Regions from separate parts of the Sus scrofa genome. Here regions 1, 3 and 4 are each linked to region 2. A link is a contact called in public Hi-C and promoter capture Hi-C data. All regions are on one chromosome and are shown on one strand. Each heading gives the region's core, a stretch centred on a gene start, on an enhancer-like site or on the middle of the called end of the contact. The rest is flanking DNA. Distances are from core to core; before and after follow the strand shown.

Region 1 (5,776 bases), core at 3,165-5,664, 91 kb before region 2:
ATTATCAGCCTTGATTCCCTGCCCCCCTAAGCTACGGGGGGTGGAGGCCAGGCAACGGCAAGATATTTAAAGGCTTTCTTTTCAACACTGACTGACCCAGAAAGTTCCTGTTCAAAGGATTCCTTCACCAAAAGCAGTCGCCAGCTGCAGCAATGGGGGTAGTCTTGCCTGGGTTAGCAGCTCTCAGCATTAACGTGAAATCAGATTCATCTGATTTGATGCAGCTCGCAAGTCCAGAGTCAAGTTCCAGAGCCCTGTCCTAAATGCACATGGCAACCTCCCAGGCGGTGGGACTCCCAGCAGAGAAGTTTCTACAGTCAGGCTGGGGGCTCAATCCACCACCAAGACTTGGAGTCAAGCTGCCTCCGACATCCATGGGCCAAAGGATGCTGGAATCCCAAGGGTGCCAGTTAGACGTGGTCTTCCTTTAGATGCAGTGAGTTCACATCTACAAATTGTGTTCATACAATACAACATCAACATCATTAGTGTCCACTTTATGCCAGGCCCTGTACCAGGCATGGGGGGGGGGGGTACCAGAACTCTGGCATTTTGAAGCTTGGACCTATGGCAGGCCTGCAAATAAACGGCAATGTGGTACAAGGGCTGCTTTTCTCTTTTTGGTCTTTTTTTTTTTTTTTTTTTTGCCTTTTCTAGGGCTATTCCCATGGCACATGGAGGTTCCCAGGCTAGGGGTCGAATCGGAGCCGTAGCCACCGGCCTACGCCACAGCCACAGCAACTCGGGATCCGAGCCGCATCTGCAACCTACACCATAGCTCACGGCAACACCGGATCCTCAACCCACTGAGCAAGGCCAGGGATGAAACCCTCAACCTCATGGTTCCCAGTCAGATTCGTTAACCACTGTGCCATGACGGGAACTCCACTTTTTTTTTTTTCTTCTGCTTTTTAGGGCTGCACCTGTGGCATATGGGAGTTCCCAGGCCAGAGATCGAATTGGAGCTACAGCAACAGACCTATGCCACAACCACAGCAATGTCAGATCTAAACCATGTCTATGACCTATGCTGCAGCTCAGAGTAACGCCAAATCCTTTCACCCACTGAATGGAGCCAGCTATGAAACCCACATCCTCATGGATACTAAGCAGATTCTAAACCCACTGAGCCACAACAGGAACTCCCTGCAAAGGCTGCTTTTAAAAATACAAATGAGTTCTCATTGTGGCTCAGCAGGTTAAGAACCCACCGTAGTCTCCATGAAGATGTGGGTTCGATCCCTGGCCTCACTCAGTGGGTTAAGGATCTAGCATTGCCACAAGATGCAATGTAGGTCGCAGATGCGGCTGGGACCCAGAGTTGCTGTGGCTGTGGCAGCTGCAGCTCTGATTCAACTTCCATGTGCTGCAGGTGCAGCCATAAAAAGAAAAAAATTATTTAAAAAATACAAATAAAAAATATATACCATCTGTAGGCAAAGAAAGCATGCAGAAGACCACGCACCACCCCTTGTCCAGTGGCAGCCGTGGGGAGGCAGCTAAGAGGGAGCTGTAGTCTTCTCTCACTGTGCCGGACCCCGTGCCCTATGACAGACAGGCACACATCCCTACCCCCAGTGTGATGTCAGCAGACAGCCTCTGCTGTCACCGAGAAGGTGACATTGGAGCAAGGGACTTGGGGTGAGGGGGAGGGCTGTAAACATCTAGAGGAAGCAGATGCAAACACCCTGAGGTGAGTCAGAACAGTGAGGAGGTCAGTGAGGGAGGCAGAGCGGTGGGTGAAGGCACAGAGGTTACAGGACATGTGGGTGCCCATTGTGTTGGGCCTCAGAGCCATGGAGGACGGACATGGGAGTTCAAGGGCAGTGCCTGGAAGGAGGCTGTTGTAGTGATACAGGTGAGGGATGCTGGGGGCTTGGTCCGGGATAGCAGTGGAGCTGGGAAAAGGGGTCAGATTAGGGCTGAGTTCGGTAGAGCACTGGACAGCCTGACTGACAGGAAAATGGGTGTGAAAGTGAGAAAAGAATCTGAGGTGGCAGGGATTCACCAAGGGAGATGGGAGGCACCATGAATTGAGATGGGGGGGGCTCGGGGAAGGGGGCTTGGAGGCGTCCAGGATTGAAAACATCTATCCATATACCTTTACTCATCAAGAAACACATGAAGGAGTTCCCACTGTTGCACAATGGGATCAGCCGCATCTCTGCAGCTCCAGGACACAGGTTCAATCCCCGCCCCAGCACATTGGGCTAAAGGATTGCATAGGTTGCAGCTGAGGCTCAGATCTGATCTCTGGCCTGGGAACTCCACATGCCTTGGGGTGGCCAAAAAAGAAAAAAAAAAAAAAACATGAATTACACTCCTGGTAAGAATGAAAATAGTGCTACCACTTTAGAAAATAGTCTGGTGGTCCCTCAAAAGTTCAACATAAAACAACTGTACAGGCCAGCAATCTGACACCTAGGTATCTACCCAAGAGAAATGAAAATATATGAACACACAAAAATGTGTATGTGAGTGTTTACAGCAGCATTATTCATAAGAGCCAAAGAGGGAAACAATCCAAGTGTCCACCAACAGATGAATGAATAAACAAAATGTGGTCCATCCATACAGTGACATATTACTCAACAACAAAATGCAATGAAATGTATGCCAACAGCAATGTGGACAAATCTTGAAAACATTATTGTTCATGTTCTCAGAAAGGAGCCAGTCATGGAATTCCTGCCTAGTGCAGCAGGTTAAGGATCTGGTGTTGTCTCTGAGGTGGCACCCTGATACGGCAAAGTGGATTAAGAATCTAGTGTTGGAGTTCCCATAGTGGCACAGTGGAAGCAAATCCGACTAGGAACCATGAGGCTGCGGGTTCAATCCCTGGCCTTCCTCAGTGGGTCCAGGATCCGGCATTACTGTGAGCTGTGGTGTAGGCTGGGGGCTACAGCTCCGATTGGACCCCTAGCCTGGGAACCTCCATGTGCCGTGGGAGCAGTTGCAGTATAGGCAGCATAGGTAGCAGCTGCAGCTCAGATTCTACCCCTCCCCAGGAACTCCATATGTCAAGGGTGCAGACAAAAAAAAAAAAAAAGGAGCCGCTTATAAAAGACCACTTACTGTATAATTCCATTTTATACAAAATGTTCAGAATAATGAAATCCAAAGAAACTAAGAGTGGTTGTCTGGGGCTGGGGGTTGAGAGTGGAGGGTAGGAAATTGTGGGGGCGGTGGGCTACCTAATATAAAGTTTTGGGGGACCTGTGATGAGAATGGTCTAAAATGAAATTGTGATGATGGTCATGTGTTCTATAAATATGCAAAAACCATGTATTTATACACCTTAAATGGGTGAATTGTATGCTATGTAAATGACAAACTCTTTCCCCCTTGAAGAAAGCAAACAAAAACATTTGTCAAAAAAGGAGATGTTACAGTAAAAGACAAACACCTCCAACCCCTGGAAACAACCACTGAATCCATTTTGGGAGTCCTTCCATTTTCTATGCTCTTGCATACACACATCTTCATAGAAAATATTTAAGCTGCTCTGTGTAGGTTTGTTGTTAGGTTAGTCTGTATTAAATTTACGCAATATACTGCAACTTGCTTTCTTCACTCATCCTTTCTCAGTGATGCATCCTGGCTGCTGTATGAGGGACACCACGTTGTCTCCTGTTGCTATTATAAACAATGATGCAATGAACATCCTGGACATAGGTTTTCCTAAGGTAGAAGCCAAAAAGTGGAGTTTAAAAAACTTTTTGTCAAATTGTTACTATGTTAATAATTGTGAATGCATGTCCAAAATGGGGGTGGCGGGGGCATCTGACTCATTCCTGGCAGGGGCGTACCTTGGGCAAAGCCTTCAAGAAGGACTAAAAATTTGCCAAACGGACAAAGTGCTCTCTGGGCTGCTGCAGCAGAGGGACGGAATTGTAGTGCTTTTTCAAATTCTAGGATTTAACACTTAAATTCCTAGAGCTGTACAGGAGGCCAGATTCTCCCCCATCTTAGAGCGAAAGAGAGCTGAAGAAATTGCATGATGAGTTCCCAGTGCAAGTATCAGGTTAGGACAGCTCTAAGGCTCTCTTATCAAGTTTTTTTTTTTTTTTTAAAAAGGGGGAGGGGGGAAGGAAAGGCAGCCTTCCACTCACCTGAGAGGCGGCTGTTTCTTTCATTTTCCAGAAAGGTGCTCTAAGGCACCAAACAAAATGTTGGTGAAACATCTACCTGGGAGCCTAATGCAGCTCAGAGGTGGAATTCTGGTCACCTGGCCAACACCATCCCCCACACAAAAGGGCGGGAGGCCTGAAGACCACCACTTCCTATCCCACGCCCCTCCTTAGAGCTGACAGAGCAAGGGTTCGGCTCAGATGGGTTTCCATCCACCAGGCTGGGCCTGACGCATCTCCAACCTTGTTTTACCTCTGGTCCAGTTACCACAGCAGTCCGTGGTGGAATTATAAGTGGGTTTGGGAATCTCGCATCGGAATTTAAGAGGAAGGGGCTTCACCGCACCTACGATGGTGGAGGGCGGCCCCAGAGAGCTCTGGCTGCCCTTGGAAAGCTTGGTGGTAAGATGGGGTGGAGTGACTCGTGGGCGTGGGGACACGCCCCCAGCAACCGGCCGCAGCCCTCCAGCCGCTCCCCAGCTTCCTATCTTGAACCAACCCCTCGCTCCGGTCTCTGGGCAAATTCTGCATAAAGCCGGTGGACGAAACGTGGAGGAACTGAAGGCCGACAGACCCGGAATGGAAGGAAAACAGGAGATGCCAGGAACTGCCCGGGAGTGATGAGGGGAGAAGAGTGCCGGGGTCACCGAAGGAAGCGAGATCGGGAGGGTGATCAGACAGCAGCGGCCCCGCGGGGGTCTCATGGCTCCCGAGCCCTCTTCAGTCCAGCCCGGGTAAACACAGACGCCCTGCCAGGACGGAGCAGCTGCCGGACACGGCCCTCGGCGTCGCTCCAAGCAGACCGCCGCCGCTAAGCCCCTCCTTTCGAGAAACTCTGGAGCCGCCCCTGGAAGTGGTGGGGCGGCGGGCCGGAGGAGCGACGCTCAGCGATGGAGCTCAGCGGCCCGGGCGCGGAAGCCGGCGTGGAAGGCGCGGCGGGCGACCCGTACCAGAGACCCGCGCGGCGCACGCAGTGGCTGCTGAGCGCCCTGGCGCACCACTATGGGCTGGACCGCGGCGTAGAGAATGAGATCGTGGTGCTGGCCACCGGCCTGGACCAGTATCTGCAGGAGGTTTTTCACCACCTGGACTGTCGCGGCGCCGGCCGCCTGCCTCGTGCCGACTTCCGTGCGCTGTGCGCCGTGCTGGGGCTGCGGGCTGACGGAGCCTCTGCCACCGAGGAGGCCGCCGTGGATACGCCCGTCGAAGACACGAACTCCAGGGATGTGATCGCCCAGGACGCGGCCGCTGGGGTGGACACCGACGATGACGCGGAGGAAGAGGCACGCCTGGCACTGCGCGCCGAGCCGCCCGAGCTCACCTTCCGCCAGTTCCACGCGCGCCTGTGCGGCTACTTTGGCACCTGCGCGGGGCCGCGTCTGCCCCGCGGTGCTCTCAGCGAGCACATCGAGACACAGATCCGCCTGCGCCGCCCGCGCCGCCGCCGTCGCGCTCCCCGCACGCCCAGCCCCGACAGCGGTCAGGATAGCGAGCGCCTGGCCAGGTTGGAGGAGGAAAACAGCAGTCTGCGCGAGCTGGTGGAGGACCTGAGGGCCGCGCTGCAGAGCAGTGACGCGCGCTGCCTTGCGCTGCAGGTGCGCAAGGGTCCCAGGACAGAAGCGGGGAGGCAGGCAGGGAGTAATGAT
Region 2 (6,213 bases), core at 884-3,383:
TCACCTGCCAGCTGTGTGCCTGGGGCAGCCTCTCCCTCGTGAGGTGGGGTTAATTGCAAGAACACATCTGTCAACATCTGACACACAACACACTCTCAAGAGGGGTGGCCTCTATGACTATTGGGGAGTTACCATGCCTACACTGCTCTCCTGATCCCGGTCCCATCCAAGAAGAACAATCTGGAGGTGATCAGAAGGAAAAGAAATCACGAAGTGCCTCCCTGCATTGCATAACCTGTGCTCAGCACACAGTACACACTCAGCACAGGTTATCTTGCCAGGTAAACAGGAACACCCTGCCCCCTCCTTGACCACCGTAGCCACCAGGGGAGGGAGAGCAGGTTTGTTTATGCCTATCCGTCAACTCGCCACTTCCCCATGGCTCTGGCATTATCTCAGGACACAAACTCACCCGAGGACACACTCCACCCATCCCACAGCCCTTCCCTCGTCACCTGCTCTAAAGGGTGGTCCTGAATAATGACTCAAAGCTGCCTGCCAGACCTTGTTCTATTTTTTCTATCCTAAGAAGACCAAAAACACACAGAAACCAAAACAAAACAAAAACGGAAAACAAAAACCAACCCTTCAGGGAGGGAGTTTTTGCTTCCTGTCACATCTACTCCAGAGGCACTGTGGTCATGTAAAGAGTGTTGGCTGAGTTTTGCTCCACGGTGGGGCAGGAGGGAGGCAACACCCAGAAATTATCCCAATTTTGCAGAAACAAAGAGCTAAGCATCCTGGCAAAAGGCAACGGATAGCAGGCCTATAGCAGCCCAGGGAGGCTGAGCTCCACAGCAGCAGGCTCAAGGGACCCAATACAACCATCCGGCTCAACTCGAAAACACGGAGATAACAGGAGAGACACTTGCCCTGTGCAGTCCCTGTCCAGGGCTCTTAGGCGCTGGCTGGGGAAGTGGGAACTCAAAACCTTGAGAGAAAGGAAAGGATTTCCGAGCAGCGCAGTTAAGTCAAGTTACGGAGCAAGAACAATATAGTCTCTTGCTCTACTAGGAAGGCTGGCACCCAGGTGAAGAAACTGATTCATTAATCACCAATGTTAGTTATCAAACAATTGCTAGGATACTGAGACAGCTACATCTCGCTGTTTCTGTGCGGAGCCATTGCCAGCGCTCGGTCCTCTCCCCCACCTTCCGGTGTCTAGTGAAGTTTTCAGTTCCTACGAGCTGAGCTGGGGGAGGGGACCCAGGCTGGCCCAGGCCGAGTAAAGTTCCACCACCAGGTCCACAAAGAGACTGCAGGGAGGCGTGGCCAGGCCGGAAATTCTGACAAAAAGTTTTGGCCCTCCGGCCCTACAAGCAACTACTTCCTGGTCCCGCCTAGTCGTGGAGGGGGGGTGTCCCCTTCTGCCTAGGGTCCCCACCCGAGGGCCGAATTGGAGACTCCGATCGTGGTGGGGCAGGGCCAGGACGGCCAGGAGCCCCCCCTTGTGCCGGTGCCCTAGGCGCTCCGCCTGCCGGCGCTGGATAAGCTATTTTGGAGCAAAGTCCCCCCGGCGTGCAGCTCTGGAGGGCAGGGCCTCCCCCTCCGCACTCCCCCCAGCGCACGCACCCACGCACCCCGAGGCGGGCGCTGTGCGCACGGAAGCCAAGGCCCAGGCCTGCTCGGACGCGAGGACGGGGAGGGGGCTAGCGGGGGCGCTGGCCGCTGCAGAGCAGTCGGGGAACTAGCCGCGGCCCCCGCCCCACGGAGGGGACCCTCCAGGGTCCTGACGTCCCTAGTGCCCCGGGGCCCGGCTGCACGGCGGCCCAGGCCGGGACTCCCACCTTGACCCGCTGGCCCTGGATCTCCAGCGTCTTCATGGTGAAGTCCACGCCGATGGTGCTGCCCTGGCGCTCCGAGAAGGCGCCGGTCTTGAAGCGCTGCACTACGCACGTCTTGCCTACGCTCGCGTCGCCCACCAGCACCAGCTTGAACAGGAAATCGTACTGCTCGTCCGGGTCCCCAGGGCCCGGCCCCGCCATGGCCTCGGGAGCCCAAGGGCCGGCACTCTGGACGCTGGGGCGGCCTGGGCTCACGCAAGCCGCGGACCGCCTGGCGACGTGGAAGCGCCGCAACACCTGGAGAAGGGACGCCACCGCCCGCTATGCCCGGGCCCGCCCCACCTGCCCCGCCCCGCAGCCGCGGTTCCGCCCCGGACTCGCCTGGTCCAGCCCTCTACTTAGCGACAGGCCAATCCGGATCTCAGGGCCGCTTTGGGTACTGCCCAGGACACGCCCCTTCCGGACTCCGCCCCCAGACCGCCTGCCATCAGACCCCGCCCCCATCCGTACTGCAGCCTCAGTACTGCCTCTCAGGACCGCCTCCAATGAGACTCCGCCCTCAGACAAGACCCAATCAGAATCCATTTCAGAACCCCCCCTCACCCTTACCCCGGCAAGACCCCTCCCCAATCCCGGCTCTCGGTCCCGCCCCCATTGCCAATGAGCCCTCGGGGATGCCCTCAGCGGGTTAGCACTTCTCGGCTCCGCCCTTAATCCCGCTCACAGCCCAACTCCTCCAGTAGCACCACTCCCTGCACCCGCCTAGCGCCCACAGACTTTGTATGCCTCCCGCTCCCGAGACCTGGCCCATAGCTGGGCTCCCCTACCTGCCTGGCCTCTCCTACCTGAGCTCTCCCAGACCTACATTCAGGAGCGAACTCGAGGGAAGGTGAGGTCTCTGAGACACGTTAACCTAGCCCTTGGACGCAAAATGGCCTCTTCTAGGATGGATCTCTGGGGAAGGGACAGCCAGTGCTCACACCAATAGCACCGACAGGGATCCCCTCCAACAGAGGATGCCATAAGTGGTGGCATTTTCCCATGTTGAATAAGGAAAAGGAGACAAAGAAGGCTTCGGTGAGGCCAAAAACTAAGCTGGCTACAAAACTGGGCCAGAATCCTTGTGGGGAAGGGGCCTGAGGGCTATGTGCTCAAGGTGACACCCCCACCCCAGCCAGGTTTCTGGGAGAGTGGAAGTGGGAGACCCATTTCGTGGGAGGCTAGGCCAGGAGGAGGTGGGGGATCCCAAGCCCAAAAGGCAGCCCACAGTGGTAGAGGGAGCTGCCCAAACATCTCAGGATGGGGACACAGGCCTAGGGGGAACTGACCCACCTGATAAGCATCAAAGATTGTCCTGAGGAGTTCCTGTCCTGGCTCATCAGAAACAAATCCGACTAGGAACCATGAGGTTGCTGGTTCAATCCCTGGCCTCGTTCAGTGGGTTAAGGACCCAGTGTTGCTGTGAGTTGTGGCGTAGGTTGCAGATGCGGCTTGGACCTGGCGTTGCTGTGGCTGTGGTTGTGGCTGGCAGCAACAGCTCCGATTAGACCCCTAGCCTGGGAATCTCCTTGTGCCGCGGGTGTGGCCCTCAAAAGACAAAAAAAAAAAAAAAAAAAGATTGTTCTCAGCGGAGGAAGAAGGGAGGTTCAGGGAGAATTCTGTGGAAGGGACAGACCCATTCTGGGATGGACCAGTGAACCAGGGCTCCTCAGAGAGAGGAGACCTAGATGTCTGTGAGAAGCTTAAAATAGATCAAATAGGATGTATTCCCCAAAAGGCTCCCCAGTTACTAAGATGGAAGGGAACTGAGAATAGTCCTGCCCTCCATAGGCAGCCCCTTACCAAGGGGCTGCAGCCCTCCAATTCCATATAATTTTAAAATCTGATTAATGCCTGCTGCTGGTCAGGTACTCTTCCAAGGCCTTGGAATACATCAGTGACCAAAGCAGAGAAAAATCCACACCCTTCCCATAACTTAAGGAGACCACGGAGAGCAAGTCCACCAGGACCAGTAGTGCCCCAGAATCCTGACCAGCTTTACTAGCCAGGTGGGAAGAGAATGGACCAGGACACAAAGGCAGACTGATAGAGAAGGTGAAGGGTTACTGAACTTCACTGCCATGGGAAACACCCAAATGAAAGGAGCCCCCAAGTGCCATGGAAAAGCAGATCTAGGAGCCCAGATTTGTTACATCAGATTGGAGCCACAGGACACAAGTCCCTCCAAGTAGACTGGAGGATAGTTAGTGGAGACTTCCACATGCTGGGTTGTCTCTGGGGAGGGGGACAGGTTAAAGCCCAGGATCCCACAAAGCAATGTGTGCCTCAAACTGTAAATGGCCACCTGCAGCACCAGATGGGAGGGAAGGGAAAAGTGGGTCCAGGAGACAGGATGGGCTGAGGTCCCACCAACAGGAGGCAGGGGGAGAGGAAGGAAGAAGATTGGGCAGCTGTGGGTACACCGGACAAGCAGCTGGCTAGCAGAAGTGGCCTTTCCATTGGTCTGGCCTGGAACTGGCTAGGGGTTGGTGGAGGGGGGAGGTTGGCCTAGGTATAGCTTATGCCAGAAAACCCAGCCACTATTTGCATTTGTGGGGTGATGGAATTGTTCTAAAACTGGACTGTCATGAGCGTTGCATGGTTCAGGAGATTCATTAAGATATTAAGTTGTACACCTACAATAGGTTTTTGTGGCATGTAAAGTATATGTCAGTAATGCTGTTAAAAAAAAAAAAAATCTGCATTTCTTCTCTTTGGTGGTAAATTCCTGAATAGCACAGTGACATTTTAACTGAAATTGAATTATGCTTGTTTGAAATGTAATAATTAAAAAATATTGGTGTCTCAATGCCCAAAATTTCAAATAATGCACATGCCAAATTTTTTAAAATGTGCCAAGAATTTAACATTCTTAAAGCTAATGGTGGTTGGGCTGAATGAATTTTCAGTTTGTGCTACTGCCACATGGTGGCATCATCCTAGCTGCCATATAAATGGAAGCAGGGGCTGTGACCCCAGCGCTCAGGATCAGAACTCCTCCAAGTGGTGAGAATTCTTGCCTCTTCTTCCTTTCTCTTTTCTCCCTTACTTCCCTTCCTTCCTTCCTTCTCTCTTTTCTTTTCCTTTCCTTCTGCAGTCATTATTTAAATACACAGCCTCTAACAATACTATCTGAGTTTTATTTGGCAGAGCCGGAGCTAGTGCTCAAAAAGTGACACCAATCGGAAATAAAGGTGAAAAACACCACGAAGACCAGACACCAGCCATGAATGACATCCTGTGATCTTAATACAGAAGAAGGCTTGCTGTAAAAAATTAAAAGCAGCAAGAATGCAAAACTATGCCACAGCAATTATAGACTGAGGGGGCCTGGCTGCTGCTGGCTGGGCTGGGGAGGCTCCTGGGGTGGGGAGGAGGCAGCCCCAGTTTGCCTGGTGGCCAGAGAAATGTCAGACATCCCGCTGGCTCTCCCAGAGCCCCCAAATGCCTAACCATGGGCCAAAGAAGCCCCGATTCATCCAACAGTGCCAGGTTCATGCTGGAGACTCTTGACTGGAAATACAGGGTCACTGGACTCTCAGCACCCCGACCCCAACATCCACCAGGCCCAGGATGCCCTCCCACTCACTGCCACCCACCCGAGGTGCAATGCCCTCCCCTGGAGGATTGCCCTGTCTTCCTCCCCTCAGCTTCCAGTTGGCCCCCAGCCCCCTATCCCCATCAAGCAGGCCTGCCAGGGACAGACGCAGGGGACACCCACTCACCTCCCCAACTTCATCTGCTCCCCTGCCTCACACCTGCCAGTCTTCAGAGTCCTACCAGCCTGGCAGAGGGACCTGGCAGCACAGCTTATCTTCCTGGGACAGAAACTCTGGCTCGGTGATGCAGAAAAGCCCTATAGGAGACCTTCACTCTATAGCACAAGAGGGTGAAGCAGGAGAGCAGCCATGAGAGAGCCTGGGGGGCAGGGGCAGCCACCACAGCAGACCAGTCTGCTCTTTAGCCCAAGCTACTGCTGCCTCAACTACTGGAAGTAGGGTACCCCCCACCCCCACCCCAGCCTCTCCTGGGGCTTTGGAGGACTAGGTGAGTTGCTGATGTTGCAGAGGATGGGGTGGGGGTAGGTTGATCTGTGAGGAAACAAAACTGGCCCCTTTGCCTCTTGATGCCTTTTAATCTTATCCTTGTTTATAAATTGCCTAAGAGCCAGGGGTCAGAGTGCAGGAGGCTGGGAGTGCTGAGGAGGGCACTATGAGGCCCGGATGGGGCTTGTGTGCTGAGTATTAAGGCACAAGAGAAGATGGCTGTTCTAGACTCACAGCAGGGCCCGTGGGGTAGAAAGTCTATGGACACATCTGTAAGCAGAGTTGCCATTTTGGAAACTGCAGGCAGAGCCAAAGCAAATTTAAACCATGAAACAGATTTCATC
Region 3 (6,375 bases), core at 392-2,891, 110 kb after region 2:
ATACTAAGAATCATTGAACTGTACGCTTATAAAAGGGTAACATTAAGGTATGAGGATTATACCTCAATTTTTTAAAAACTAGTAAAATTAATAAAAAATATTATCACAATCAGGATATTGCTATTATCCAATTTACAAATCTTATTCAGAGTTCCCTAATTGCTCCTATACTTTCTGTACTCTGTTTCTACAAAGGACTTAACAATTATCATGAAGAATGTACATTACAGTTAAAAAAAAACCAATAAAACCCTATAATTATATATTAGCTTATACACAGAGCTGGAGTCACAACACACAATTCTCATTGTAAAAATTAGTATTATAAAAATTTTCCTTGGTATGTGATTTTACAGAATTCATATCACACTCTGAAAGGATATTTTAACTCAACACAATTCATCTATATTTCATCTTTTTAACAATCCAAATCTCTGGGGTTCTTTTCTGGTTTTTAATCACGAGCCATGTTTATTTAACCTTAACTATGAACTCTTTTACACCTTGCTTTTCCCTTTTGATGTCTCACTTTATATAAGAAGCTTGGATACTGCCTCACAAGTCATCAGAAATATCCCTTTATAAATGATGTGGATGACAGCATCCGATGGACGTCCTACAATTCCCTTAATCATCCACTTATTGCTGGACATTTAGGGTGTTTCCGATTATCTCGCTGCAAACTGCTGCAGTGGGCAACTTAACTCTTGAGAATTTTCTACGGACAAGGGGTGGGGTTAGAGGTTAAAGATTTTGCTCATCTTTCTGGCTCTTTACAATTTTTGGTGCAAGACTCGCACTTCCCTCGCCGCGCTACCCCGTCACTCCGCTGCGTCCAGCCAGGAGCCTCAGCCTCTGCAATGCCAGACCCAGAGGTTGACCCCTCCCCATCACCTGGGGGCCCCGCCCTAACCGCCCCCACCCCAGGACCTGGACCCCCGCCCGGGCTCATCTAGGTTCCCTCCACACCGCCCCTCCGGCCAGCCGACTTCTGCCCGCCGCCGCGCAAGTCCTGACCTTGGCCCGGGAGTGTCCTCACAGATCCGCGGAGAGTGACCCGGGGCGCCGTGTTTTCCCTTCCAGTCCCTTCCAGTCCCCAGCGCTAGGCGACGCATCCAATAGGTGCTGGCAAAATACTCGAAGATTGAAAGAGCACATTGAAGTTGCTGCGCAGTAGATAAGTAGATCTCAGTTTAGTTAGATCCCTGGAAGTTAACGCGGTACCAAATGGTTCGCACCTGGAGCAGGTGTGAGCGCGGTGCGCAAAGGTGAATTGTAAGAGCCACTTCATGCGTTATTTCAAGCAACAATTTACTGAGCATGTACCGTGCGCCAACATCATCCACGGCAGGGAGTAAAAGAGCAATCAAGGACGAATAGAATATAGTGTCTTGGACGACCATTCGGGCTAGGCAGAAAAATCCGGCCGGGAATGGGGCTGAAAGTGAGGTGAGGCTGGCAGGCCTACCGGAGAAAGTGACAAGACATGTAGCATCTCGGAGGTGGGCCTCCTCTCCTGCCAGAGTGCTAGGGCCTCGCCTCTGGGAGTCCGTTTAAACTCGCGCCACCAGGCGGTGAGGCGTGGACGTCTATAAGCGGAGGAGGCCGTAAGGTCCGGAGTTTTAGCCCCGGCTTCTCCCCAGCAGGGACGGGGTTAACGCCCGACGCGGCGGCGGCACGTGCGCATGCGCAGATCGCGGAGTGCGCCTGCGCATAGCGCCGGGCGACGTGGCCAGCCGGAAGTGGCTGGAGCTGAACTGCTACCGGACTGTCGCTGCCAGCTGCAGGGTCCCTCTGTGAGTGCTGTTTCGCGCTCCCGCCGGCACCACCATGCTGAAGAAATTCGACAAGAAGGACGAGGAATCGGGTGAGGGGGGCCAGGCCCGGGGGAGGCCTGACCGCGCAGACTCCCAGCACCCTCCCCACCGGGCCCCCTTTGGGGCCTCTGTCCTGCCCCGAGGCCCAGGGAGGAACAGCGGCTTCTGTGAGGTCCGTCGCGGGTCAGCAACAGGCCTCGGAGAGCCTGAGCATGCTCCATTGCCTTGCACTCGGAAGCTCCAGCCACGATTCTCTGAGTGACCTTGGACGGGTCACTCGCTTCTCTGGGCCTCAGTTTCCCCTTCTGTCCAAGGAGGGGCCGGGTGGGGAAAACAGTGCTTCTCTGAGGGTTCGCTGGGGCTGCGTTAGTGCTGGCTGCACTGGGACGTGGTCTGAGGAGCCAGGCCCTTTTCAGTGCCCTGTCACTGCAGTAGAGCAAGTGACACACTCAGTGCCCAAGTCGGGAATGTTAGATAGGTCACAGACATAGTGGTGGAGACAGATATCAGTCAAATAATCACTTGTATAACTTACAAGCATAACACCTGCTATGAAGAAATTCTAATCACTGGGAGATGGTGGTCCCACCCGTAGTAGGGACCCGGTTAAGTACCAATTGCATAAATGAAAATATGGCACTATGAGAGGCACAGGAGGACTGTGCAGGGCTGCTGGGTGAAGTGGTTTGCAGTGGCAGGAACCCCCTTGCAGGAGAGTGGCAGGATCTATTGGCAGGTTGTGATTGCCATTCTGAGAAGTTGGTACTTCATTGGATGGACAGTGCGACATCTTTCCCTTGATTGCGACTGGGAGAATTTTGAAATTCAGAGTCGCAACCTGTACTCAGTCCTCTCTGTTCTCTGACAATAGGTGGAGGTTCCAACCCATTCCAGCACCTCGAGAAGAGTGCAGTGCTCCAGGAGGCAAGTGTTATTTGCTCCCCTGTCCCTTCCATCATAAATGTCCACACTCAGAGTGATCAAAATACTAACACATTCAAAGTTCTGGTTTAAAGAACAGTAGGGGAAAAAAACCTGTTCTTGGAAAAACAGGGAAACTTTGTTCCTGGAGAGAGTTCATTATGCTTATCTTTTTTTTGTTGTTTGTCTTCATTTCCCCTTCCAGTTATTTTATAAGTATCTGTTAGTCATTAAGTAAGCACATCACCAGCTAATATGGAAAATTTCAGGAGTTGTTAATAAATGAATTAAGAAAAAAGCAAAACAAAACTCTTTCTTATGAAAATTAGGTTACCTGGCCAGTGTGTCTATTTACCTGGGACTTCTCCAATCTTGAATGTGTTTGAGGGTAGTCATGGAAGGGAAAGAAATTGAACTAGAAGATCGTAGTCTTTCTTGGTTGCTTCTTCTTAGGCCCGTGTGTTTAATGAAACCCCCGTCAACCCTCGGAAATGTGCCCACATCCTCACCAAGATCCTTTACCTCATAAACCAGGTAACAGGGTGAGGCTTGGGGGTGGGGAAAACAGTGCTGGGTATATGTCGGGGAGTTGCACGGCCCATTTGTGCTTGTAGCCAGCAGCCTAGCTCTAGATACCCTCAGCATCTACCTCTGATGTGTTACTGGGTTTTGTTGTTGTTGTTGTTGTTTTATGTTTTGGCTGTGCCCATGGCATGTGAAAGTTCCCAGGCCAGAGATTGAACCCTTGACTCAAGCCGCTGCAGTGACAGTGCCAGATCCTTAATGTGCTGTGACATCGGGGAATTCCTCCTGTGTTGCTCTTCATGGAGCCTGTGCAGGATCTGAGGATATAGCCAGGGCTGATCTGGCAGGAAGAGCCTTCTGACCCATCTGTGCCAAGCTGAGACCTCTTTCTTCATTACAACAGGGGGAGCACCTGGGGACCACTGAAGCAACTGAAGCCTTCTTTGCCATGACCAAACTTTTTCAGTCCAATGATGTAAGTGCCCCCACCCCTGCTCTCCTCCAAAGGGAGCAGCTGGGACAAGGTGGTGGGAGGGCCAAGGAAAGCTGGCCCCCCAGTCACCGAGGCTGCCTCTGTCTTAATTGGCATTTTCTTGTCCTAACCCTGGTGCTCATACTGAGTTGGGGTCAGAGGGCTTTTTGCATCTCTTGCCCAGCCCACTCTCCGTCGGATGTGCTACTTAACCATCAAGGAGATGTCCTGCATCGCAGAGGATGTCATCATCGTCACCAGCAGGCAAGTCAGAGGTCTGTGATGCAGTCCACTGCCACAGGCCATCTTCTCATGAGCTGAGGCTTGAGTTTGACATATCGGCAGTGCCCTTTCCACCTTTCCTCTCCTGTCTCCCTTGTCCTTCAGTTACCCTGCCCACCATAACAGCTTCCAGGGTGGGCGGTTTCCCTTTTAATTCTCTGGCTTTAACTTAGGCAAACACTTTTCCTTCCTTTGATTTCTCTTTGTTGACTGAGGCAGTTTGGAGCTTTCACAGAGTCCAGTGAGTACCAGAGAGGATGCAGAAAGATTAGACATAAAGGATGCACGAGGCAGACAGACAGACTTGCTAAGTACTGGTTTGCCCACTGAGTGTTAGGCTGAGTGATGCAAGGGACAGATGTGCCTAGAATATAATCCTTGCCTGTAAGAGCTGGGCTCAGCGCTCTTATTTCTTCTTGCTGTAGTTTGGAGGGATGTTGTACTTTCATTTAGAAAATATGTACTGAGTGTCTGCCAGCCACTGTGTGTAATTCTGGGAATAGAACAGCAAACATGACAGACATGGCCTTTGCATCCCCAGAATTTAGAGAAATAACCTTTAGGAAGACCTTGGGGATGTACAAGGGCTGGAGGATATCCAGCTTGAGTTTTGGGCAGGAAAGGCCTCCTGGAACTGAGTGGAGTCCTGAAGAATGAGTGAAAAATATCGGGACAGAGGTGGGGGGTGGGTTCCAGGCAGGGGAAATGCAGGTGCCAAAGCCTGAGGGGAGAGAACATGGCTCTTTGGGGACTCCTGTTAATGAGTTTTTGCTTGGTGGTGATGGCAATAAGAAGCCTCAGAAAGTTTTAATCAAAGCAGGGAGTGACCCGGTCAGTTTTGAATTTTATGAAAATCTCTCTGCTGTGTGAAGTTTGGCTTGAAGGATGAACAATGCCAGATGCTGGTCAGGAGACTGGAGTGTGGTGTCGGAGCTGGGGGTGGTGGGCCAGGTGCAGGCCAGGGGAACAGGCCTGGGTCTGGCCCCTGCATGTGGACAGCACCTTCTCCCCTGCAGTCTGACCAAGGACATGACTGGGAAGGAAGATAACTACCGTGGTCCAGCCGTGCGTGCCCTCTGCCAGATCACAGACGTGAGTCTCCCACACCTGAGCTGTTCTCTTTTCCCGGCTCAGTCGCCTCTGGGTCTCATCCTTCGTGTGCTTTAGCTTGTCCCTGGCTTCTGAACAGATGGCCCAGCCAGGTGATGGGGGTTCTAGGGGCTCAGGAACACAGGAGACACACAGGGTCCCCACTCCTCCTCACACTGTGCCCTGTGCTCCTGAGGGTGGCTGGGATTGACAGGTTGCCTCCTGCCCCACCCCTTGTCCCACCAGAGCACCATGCTGCAGGCCATCGAGCGCTACATGAAGCAGGCTATTGTGGACAAGGTGCCCAGCGTCTCCAGCTCTGCCCTGGTGTCTTCCCTGGTGGGTCCCATGGGGCTGGGCCATGGGAGTGGGTTGGGATACTGAACAAACATCCAGTTGCTTTCCAAAAAACCCCATAAGGTTTAGTATCCCCAGATCTGAGAGTCCTGCCCCTTCTCAGTGAGGAGCTCCCCAAGAGACTCTGAGTGGATGGAGGGGCCAGCTGGACAGTGGCCTTGACCCATCCCTTGGGGGGTTTGGGTTTGGCAGGACATCTACCATAGCAGAGATGGTGAGGGTAGGAGCCACCCCGGGTTTGTGCATTTCTCAGAGAATAACGGAGGGGCCCAGAACTGTGCCTGAGGGAAGACCCAGGGCCCTCCTGAGCTATAAGGCGGGCCGGGCATGATAGCTGAGCCCCCTCCTGCCAGTTTCTCAGTGTGCCCTGTGCCCACAGCACCTGCTCAAGTGCAGCTTTGACGTGGTCAAGCGCTGGGTAAATGAGGCCCAGGAGGCGGCTTCCAGTGACAACATCATGGTCCAGGTGAGCTGTGGGCAGAGTAGTGGGACTTCACATACTTAGATGGCGCAGTGCTGGCCAGGCAGGGTGAGCTCACACCATGGAAATCCTGGTGGCTCTGGCCAGAGCAGGCTTCGATCCCTTTGTTGTTATGAGGAGATTTGGGGGGTTTGGGGGAAAAATCAAGGGCACCATGTGCAGGGGTGGGGTGGCTCCTAGGCTTTGCCAGGTGTGGTGTTGAAACATTCAAGTATTTTGAAAACTAGCTGAGTGTTGTTTTGGAGTGTGTGATGTAGCAGACGTGGCCCCGGGCGGAAGAGGGTCTTGGCCCAGCTGGCTTTGTTGGTGATGCATGGAAACACGCTGGTGGGGCTTTCTTGTGCTTAACTCTTCTTCAGTGGCTTAGCCCAGGAATCCCTTTATCTCCATGGGCCTCAGTTTTGTTTTTGAGTCTTTTTTCTCTTTTTAGG
Region 4 (6,063 bases), core at 1,129-3,628, 86 kb after region 2:
AAATTTAAAAATACAGGAGTTCCCATTGTGGTTCAGCAGTACGAGACTGATTAGTATCCATGTGGGCATGGGTTCAATCCCTGGACCTGCTCAGTGGGTTAAGGATCTGGTGTTGCTGTGAGCTGTGGTATAGGTCGCAGATGGAGCTTGGATCTGGTGTTGCTGTGGCTGTGGTGTGGGTCGGATGCTACAGCTACCATTGGACCCCTAGCCTGGGAATTTCCACATGCTGTGGGTGCGGCCCCAAAAAAGACAAAACCCAAACCAAACCAAACCAAAAGAAAATAAAAAGTATAAGTACAGAAAAATATATGTAGACTTCCATTTTATTGCAGCATTGTTTTGAGAAGCAAAAAAGTTGGAAATGGGAGTTCCCGTCGTGGCTCAGTGGTTAACGAATCCAACTAGGAAACATAAGGTTTCTGGTTCGATCCCTGGACTCACTCAGTGGGTTAAGGATCCGAGTTGCCATGAGCTTTGGTGTAGGTTGCAGATGCAGCTAGGATCCTGTGTTGCTGTGGCTGTGGTGTAGGCTGACAGCTACATCTCTGGTTAGACCACTAGCCTGGGAACCTCCATAGGCTCCAGGTGAGGCCCTTTTTAAAAAGACAAAAAAAAAAAAAAAGAAAGAAAGAAATGTACATAGCATCCCATTTTTGTAAAAAAAAAAAAGTATATTTTTAATCTACTGTTCATATCTGAAAAATAGAGGAAAAAATATGAATTGAGCACTTCAGGATGTTAATATTTCTTACTTAAGGGGATGGAAATAGAGAAGGGTGTGTGGTGATATAATTTTTTTTCTAGCCTCTGCAGTCAAACTCTTAACTCACTGCACCACAGCAGGAACTCCTAAATTTTTAAAAATTAAAGTGTAGTTGATTTACAATGTTGTGCCAATTTCTGTGTTAGAAAAGTGATTCAGTTATACATACATATGTATGTATATATATATTTCTTCTTTTTTATATCATCTTCCATCATGGTCTATCCCAGGAGATTGGCTATAGGTCCCTGTGCTATACAGTAGGACCTCCATTGTTTATACATTCTAAATATAATAGTTTGTATCTACTAACCCAAACTCCCCATCCATCCCACTCCCTCCCCACTCCCCCTTGGCAATCACAAGTCTGTTCTCCATGTTTGTGAGTTTGTTTCTGTTTTGTAGATAGGTTCACTTGTGTTGCATTTTTTTTCTTTTTTCTTTTTTCAGGGCCATACCTGCAGCATATGGAAGTTCCCAGGCTAGGGGTGGAATAGGACCTGCAACTGCAGGCGTACACCACAGCCACAGGATCCAAGCCACATCTGCAACCTATGCCGCTTGTGGCAACGCCAGACCCTTAACCCACTGAGAGAGGCCAGGGATCAAATCGGCATCCTCATGGATACTAGTCTGGTTCTTATCCTGATGAGCCACAATGGGAATTCCTATGCCACATTTTAGATTCCACATATAAGTGATATTACATGGTATTTGTCTTTCTCTTTCTGACTTACTGATTCACTTAGTATGAAAATCTCTCATTGCATCCATGTTGCTGCAAATGTCATTATTTCATTCTTGTTTATGCCTGAGTAGTATTCCATTGTGTATGTGTACCACATCTTCTTAATCCATTCATCTGTTGATGAACATTTAGGTCGTTTTCATGTCTTGGCTATTGTGAATAGTGCTGCTATGAACACATGGGTGCATGTATCTTTTTGAACTATAGTTTTGTCCAGATAGATGCCCAGGAGTGGGATCCTATTTTTAATTTTCTGAGGTACCTCCATACTGTTGTCCATTGTGGTTACACCAACATACATTCCCAGAAACAGTGTTAGGAGGGTTCCCTCTTCTCCACACTGTCTCTAGCTTTTGTTATTTGTAGACTTATTAATGATGGCCATTCTGACTGGTGTGAGGTGGTACCTCATAGTACTTTTGATTTGCATTTCTCTAATAATTAGTGATGTTGAGCATCTTTTTATGTGCCTACTGGCCATCTGTATGTCTTCTTTGGAAAAATGTCTATTTAGGTCTTCTGCCCATTTTTCCATTGGGTTGTTTGTTTTGTGGTTGTTGAGTTGTATGAGTTGTTTGTATATTTTGGAGATTAAGCCCTTGTCAGTTGCATCGTGTACAAATATTTTCTCCTGTTCCATACATTGTCAGTCTCTCTTTTAAAGACTAGCTGACTGGGTCATCTCTGAAATATTAACTCAAGCTGCTGACCTTTGGAAACATATCAGAGACCATGTGGACCTATGCGTGAGCTTGGTGTTAGTGAGGGTGAAAAGGATGCAGGCTTAGGCTTGGTTACAGCCCCACCTGGGGGCAGGGGGTGCTGGGACAGCCTGTGGAGGGGACATTGGAGAGGATCTGAAGCAGGCTGCTCCAGAACAGAGGCACAGGACTGTCCCTGCCAAGCTAGCGGACTGTTACTGCCCGCGGAGATGTTGTGCCAGGTCTAAACATGGACTGCATATTGAACATAACCCAAGGAGGTCACTTGCTCTGCAATTTTAAAAACAAAGTCAATCCTCGACTTGATATGATTCAAATCAGCTAGAGCAGGGGGGGCCTCTCAGGAGTTGGTTTCTAATTTGGTTTTAGAATATGAAGAAATATCAAATCAGGTTTCAAAATTGTGGTATATTTTAAATGTTTAAATATTGAACACTTTCAACATGCAAATATTGCACTTATAATTGTGCTAAAGATGACTACATAACGATATATACATACACACACACCTATATATATATGGAGATACATGCATTTCCTTTTTGAAATATATAGATATTTCTAAAAGTCAGGAAACAGGATAGGCTTTTTGGGGCTTTGTGGAGGGAGTGGTTTTTGCTTTTTAGGGCTGCACTCATGGGATATGGAGGTTCCCAGGCTAGGGGTCAAATCGAAGCTGTAGCTGCTAGCCGACGCCACAGCCACAGCAACTTGGGATCTGAGCCACGTCTGTGACCTATACCACAGCTCACGGGAATACCGGATCCCCGACCCACTGAGAGAGGCCAGAGATCGAACCCGCAACCTCATGGTTCCTGGTCAGATTCACCTCCACTGCACCATGATGGGAACTCCAAGTTTATTTCTTTTTTTTTTTTTTTTTTTTGTCTTTTTGCTATTTCTTTGGGCCGCTCCCGCGGCATATGGAGGTTCCCAGGCGAGGGTCCAATCGGAGCTGTAGCCACTGGCCTACGCCAGAGCCACAGCAACTCGGGATCCGAGCCGCGTCTGCAACCTACACCACAGCTCACGGCAACGCCGGATCGTCAACCCACTGAGCAAGGGCAGGGACCGAACCCACAACCTCATGGTTCCTAGTCGGATTCGTTAACCACTTCGCCACGACGGGAACTCCCCAAGTTTATTTCTAAATAATGTATTAGTTACATTTTCAAGTAACATGTTCGATATTTTTTTCTTTAACGTCTAGCAACGTATTCAGGCAAAAAAACACCTAAATTTAAAGCAACAGATCCAGTAACTACACAGGGAAGTTTTTACATATGTATGTGTAATACCCTCTCCCTATCTATCTGCTCAGGGTGTACTCCAGGTGTTCTAGTTTGATAAGAGAAGACAAATTCAAGGTAACATGATAAGCATTTTTTTTTCCAGTCCTTCTTTTCATCCCGACTCATGCACAGCCTTGTAGGAGATGAAGCTCTTGGAGCATGCACAACCTGACCACCTGCCCAGGGCAGGCCCTGCTGTGAGACAGAGCTGCACGGAGTGGGGAGTGGAGCCTGTGACTCGGAGTCAGGTTGCAGTTGCAGCTCTGCTGTTTCTTGTGACTTGGAGTCTATTTCCCCCTCAGCAAGATGGAGATAGGAGTAAAATCTTCCCAAGGTTGGGGAGATGGTGAACTGAGATAATGCACAGAAGGGTGTTGCACAAGATTGAGCACCAAGGTTGCTCAAATGTTTGCTTCCTTGGACGTCTCTCCCTGGCTGGATGCAAGGATGATGTTGGATGATGTACATGAAAACAAATGTTGGTTATAATTAGAAAAGGGTAACAAGGCCTGCGTCTGTCTCAAGGCAGGGTGTCTCTGTGTCAGATGGAGGTGGGGGAGATCTTTGCACTGCCTCCCAACTTACAGCTCAGGGACGGTAGTTCCCAATCACTTGGATCTTTTTTAACTTCCTTCTGTGCGCCCTCAACCTTTTGGCAACCCCCAGATCTAGCTAGCTTCTCAGAATGGGTCTGGAAATGCAGAGCAACATGTGGAAGGGGCAGGGCCATGGGCACGAGACACAGCTCCTGACAATTAATACTTCAGGGCTGCACTCAGGGCCCAGCAAGGCCCCTGCCTGCTCCCTCTGACCTTACTTCCCTTCTCTTACCCTTTACCACCCTGGCCTTCCTTCTGTCCCTAAAACACATCAAGCTGAGCTTTAGTCCAGGTGTATTCCTGCCTCATTCCTTTCCTCTTGGTTCCCTCTTTCTAGAAACTTCTTACCTGGCCCTCCACACGGCTGGCTCCCTCTCGATATTTATGTCGTGGCTAAGCTACCCCTCCAAGGAAGCCTCTCCTGACCACGTGGCTAAAGTATCCATCCCTCAACCCCAGTCACTCTCTACTCCATTATGCTAATTTACCTTCCTTACAGCTCTTATCATCAGCACATACTGGTTATTTGATATCCACAGAAGTAAGAGCTCATCCATCTTGTCCACACCGACTCCCAGCACCTGCACACTCAAGACATCCTTGTTAAAGTGGTGAATGAGTGAAATCCTGTCTGACATCTCTAGAGCCACAGAAACAGCTTCCTCCTGGTGGTCCATGGGGAGTCCGTTTATTGCTGTAAGTGGTGCTGCTCCAAGCTATGGTGGGTCAATAGGCTGGTGGTCTCCAGTGACACTCAGTCCCAGGATCCATGCTCTTCTGTGTCCCTCACATATAAACTCAGGGTGTGGCCACGGGACTTGCTCTGGCCAACAGGACATGAGCAAGTATGCCAGGCGCAGAGCCATGATAAGTCCTGAATGCTGGGGTCTGTCCTCTTGGGACACTGTCTCTCGAGGTCCTAGGGTACACTGCAAAGAGGTCTAGCCACCAAGATGAAAAGACCACACGGAGGACCAAGGGAGCTGGCCAGGTGCCCTGTTCCAGCCATTCCAGCTGAAGTGCTAGAAATGTGAGTGAAGACCTTCCAGCCCCAGGAGGTGACAGGTAGGGCAGGAGAACCACCGAGCTGAGCCCAGCCCAGCGGGCAGACTGATGGCAAATCCAAAACCATTTTTAAATAAATTTGACCAGCTTGCTTTGGCAATAAGTAGCTGAAACACTAGATTCCCTGCCATTATGAATGGCTGTGTGTGTCCTAGAGACCAAGGCAGAGGGCTGCAATGCACTAAACTTTGTCTCCACACTTTGCTGGGCATCTGGCACAAACTAGGCAATAGTTCATTCAGAAATTTAAGGAACTCCTGTCCATGCTGTCTCAGCTATGCATGTGTGCGTGCCTGTGTTTGCATGTGGCGTGTGTGTGTGTGTCTGTGTGTGTCTGTGTGTGCGCGTGCACGCAGAGAGTAGTCGTGAAGGCTCTCTCCCAAGCACTTCCCAAGGCTGTCCCTTAGCTCAGCTCTCCTGCCCACCTTTCAGCACGGCAGCCCAAGCGCAGGGGTGTCATCCATGTGCAGAGAGGTCAAAGGAGAGGTCTGTGAGAGCCCAGAGAGGGTGAGCTGACTACCACAGGGACACAGGGCCCAGGGACAGGCTTCTGAGTTGAACACCAGCATGTGCTAGCTGCTTATAAAGCACTGGAAAGTTGGCCATGTGATTCCACCCAATTTCCCCCGGATCTGCATTTTTATTATTATTTTATTTTATTTTATTTATTTATTTTTTTGTCTCTTTAGGGCCGCACCCTCAGCTTATGGAGGTTCCCAGGCTAGGGGTCGAATCAGAGCTGCAACTGCCGGCCTACACCACAGCTACAGCAACTCGCGATCTGAGCCACGTCTTCGACCTACACCACAGCTCACGGCAACACCAGATCCTTAACCCACTGAGCAAGGCCAGAGATTGAACCCGAGTCCTC

The links. Promoter capture Hi-C pulls out the DNA fragments that hold promoters and counts their contacts. Hi-C and Micro-C count contacts between places; a contact is called where the count stands out from the background.
Region 1: a promoter capture Hi-C map of liver shows a contact between it and region 2, with 2.4 times the contacts expected there. The contact joins the promoter of EFCC1 here to the promoter of RAB43 in region 2. A contact is called at or near these places in 1 of 5 promoter capture datasets (liver) and 3 of 47 Hi-C or Micro-C datasets (liver, retroperitoneal adipose tissue and skeletal muscle).
Region 3: a Hi-C map of liver shows a contact between it and region 2, with 6 times the contacts expected there. The contact joins the promoter of CNBP here to the promoter of RAB43 in region 2. A contact is called at or near these places in 3 of 5 promoter capture datasets (fetal skeletal muscle, liver and skeletal muscle), 11 of 47 Hi-C or Micro-C datasets (blood, embryonic fibroblasts, epiblast stem cells and 5 more) and 2 of 2 datasets of contacts at active chromatin or transcription factors (alveolar macrophages and skeletal muscle).
Region 4: a Hi-C map of liver shows a contact between it and region 2, with 4 times the contacts expected there. The contact joins the enhancer-like site here to the promoter of RAB43 in region 2. A contact is called at or near these places in 1 of 5 promoter capture datasets (skeletal muscle), 6 of 47 Hi-C or Micro-C datasets (blood, embryonic fibroblasts, heart right ventricle and 1 more) and 2 of 2 datasets of contacts at active chromatin or transcription factors (alveolar macrophages and skeletal muscle).

Annotation. Positions count from the first base shown.
Region 1 is chr13:71,500,418-71,506,193 of Sscrofa11.1, forward strand. EFCC1 (EF-hand and coiled-coil domain-containing protein 1) reads left to right here and starts at 4,415. Exons shown (of 8, transcript XM_021069408.1): 1 at 4,415-5,725. The coding sequence starts at 5,021.
Region 2 is chr13:71,594,185-71,600,397 of Sscrofa11.1, forward strand. RAB43 (ras-related protein Rab-43) reads right to left here and starts at 2,134. Exons shown (of 3, transcript XM_021069416.1): 1 at 1,788-2,134. The coding sequence starts at 1,985.
Region 3 is chr13:71,705,386-71,711,760 of Sscrofa11.1, forward strand. CNBP (cellular nucleic acid-binding protein) reads right to left here and starts at 1,642. Exons shown (of 5, transcript XM_021069428.1): 1 at 1,018-1,642. It overlaps COPG1 (coatomer subunit gamma-1), which reads left to right and starts at 1,712. Exons shown (of 25, transcript XM_021069417.1): 1 at 1,712-1,867; 2 at 2,689-2,741; 3 at 3,192-3,272; 4 at 3,667-3,738; 5 at 3,920-3,999; 6 at 5,034-5,109; 7 at 5,353-5,445; 8 at 5,843-5,929. The coding sequence starts at 1,831.
Region 4 is chr13:71,679,918-71,685,980 of Sscrofa11.1, forward strand. All of the region lies in intron 1 of CNBP (cellular nucleic acid-binding protein), which reads right to left. The region is part of intron 2 of LOC110256292 (a long non-coding RNA gene); the gene reads left to right. Among named protein-coding and RNA genes, the nearest start is that of CNBP, 24 kb to the right of the region's middle. Within about 2 kb of position 2,379, at least 5 of the 83 cell types and tissues checked have an H3K27ac peak or open chromatin away from gene starts, as enhancers often do. A contact at or near this core is called in liver and skeletal muscle, where this site is marked.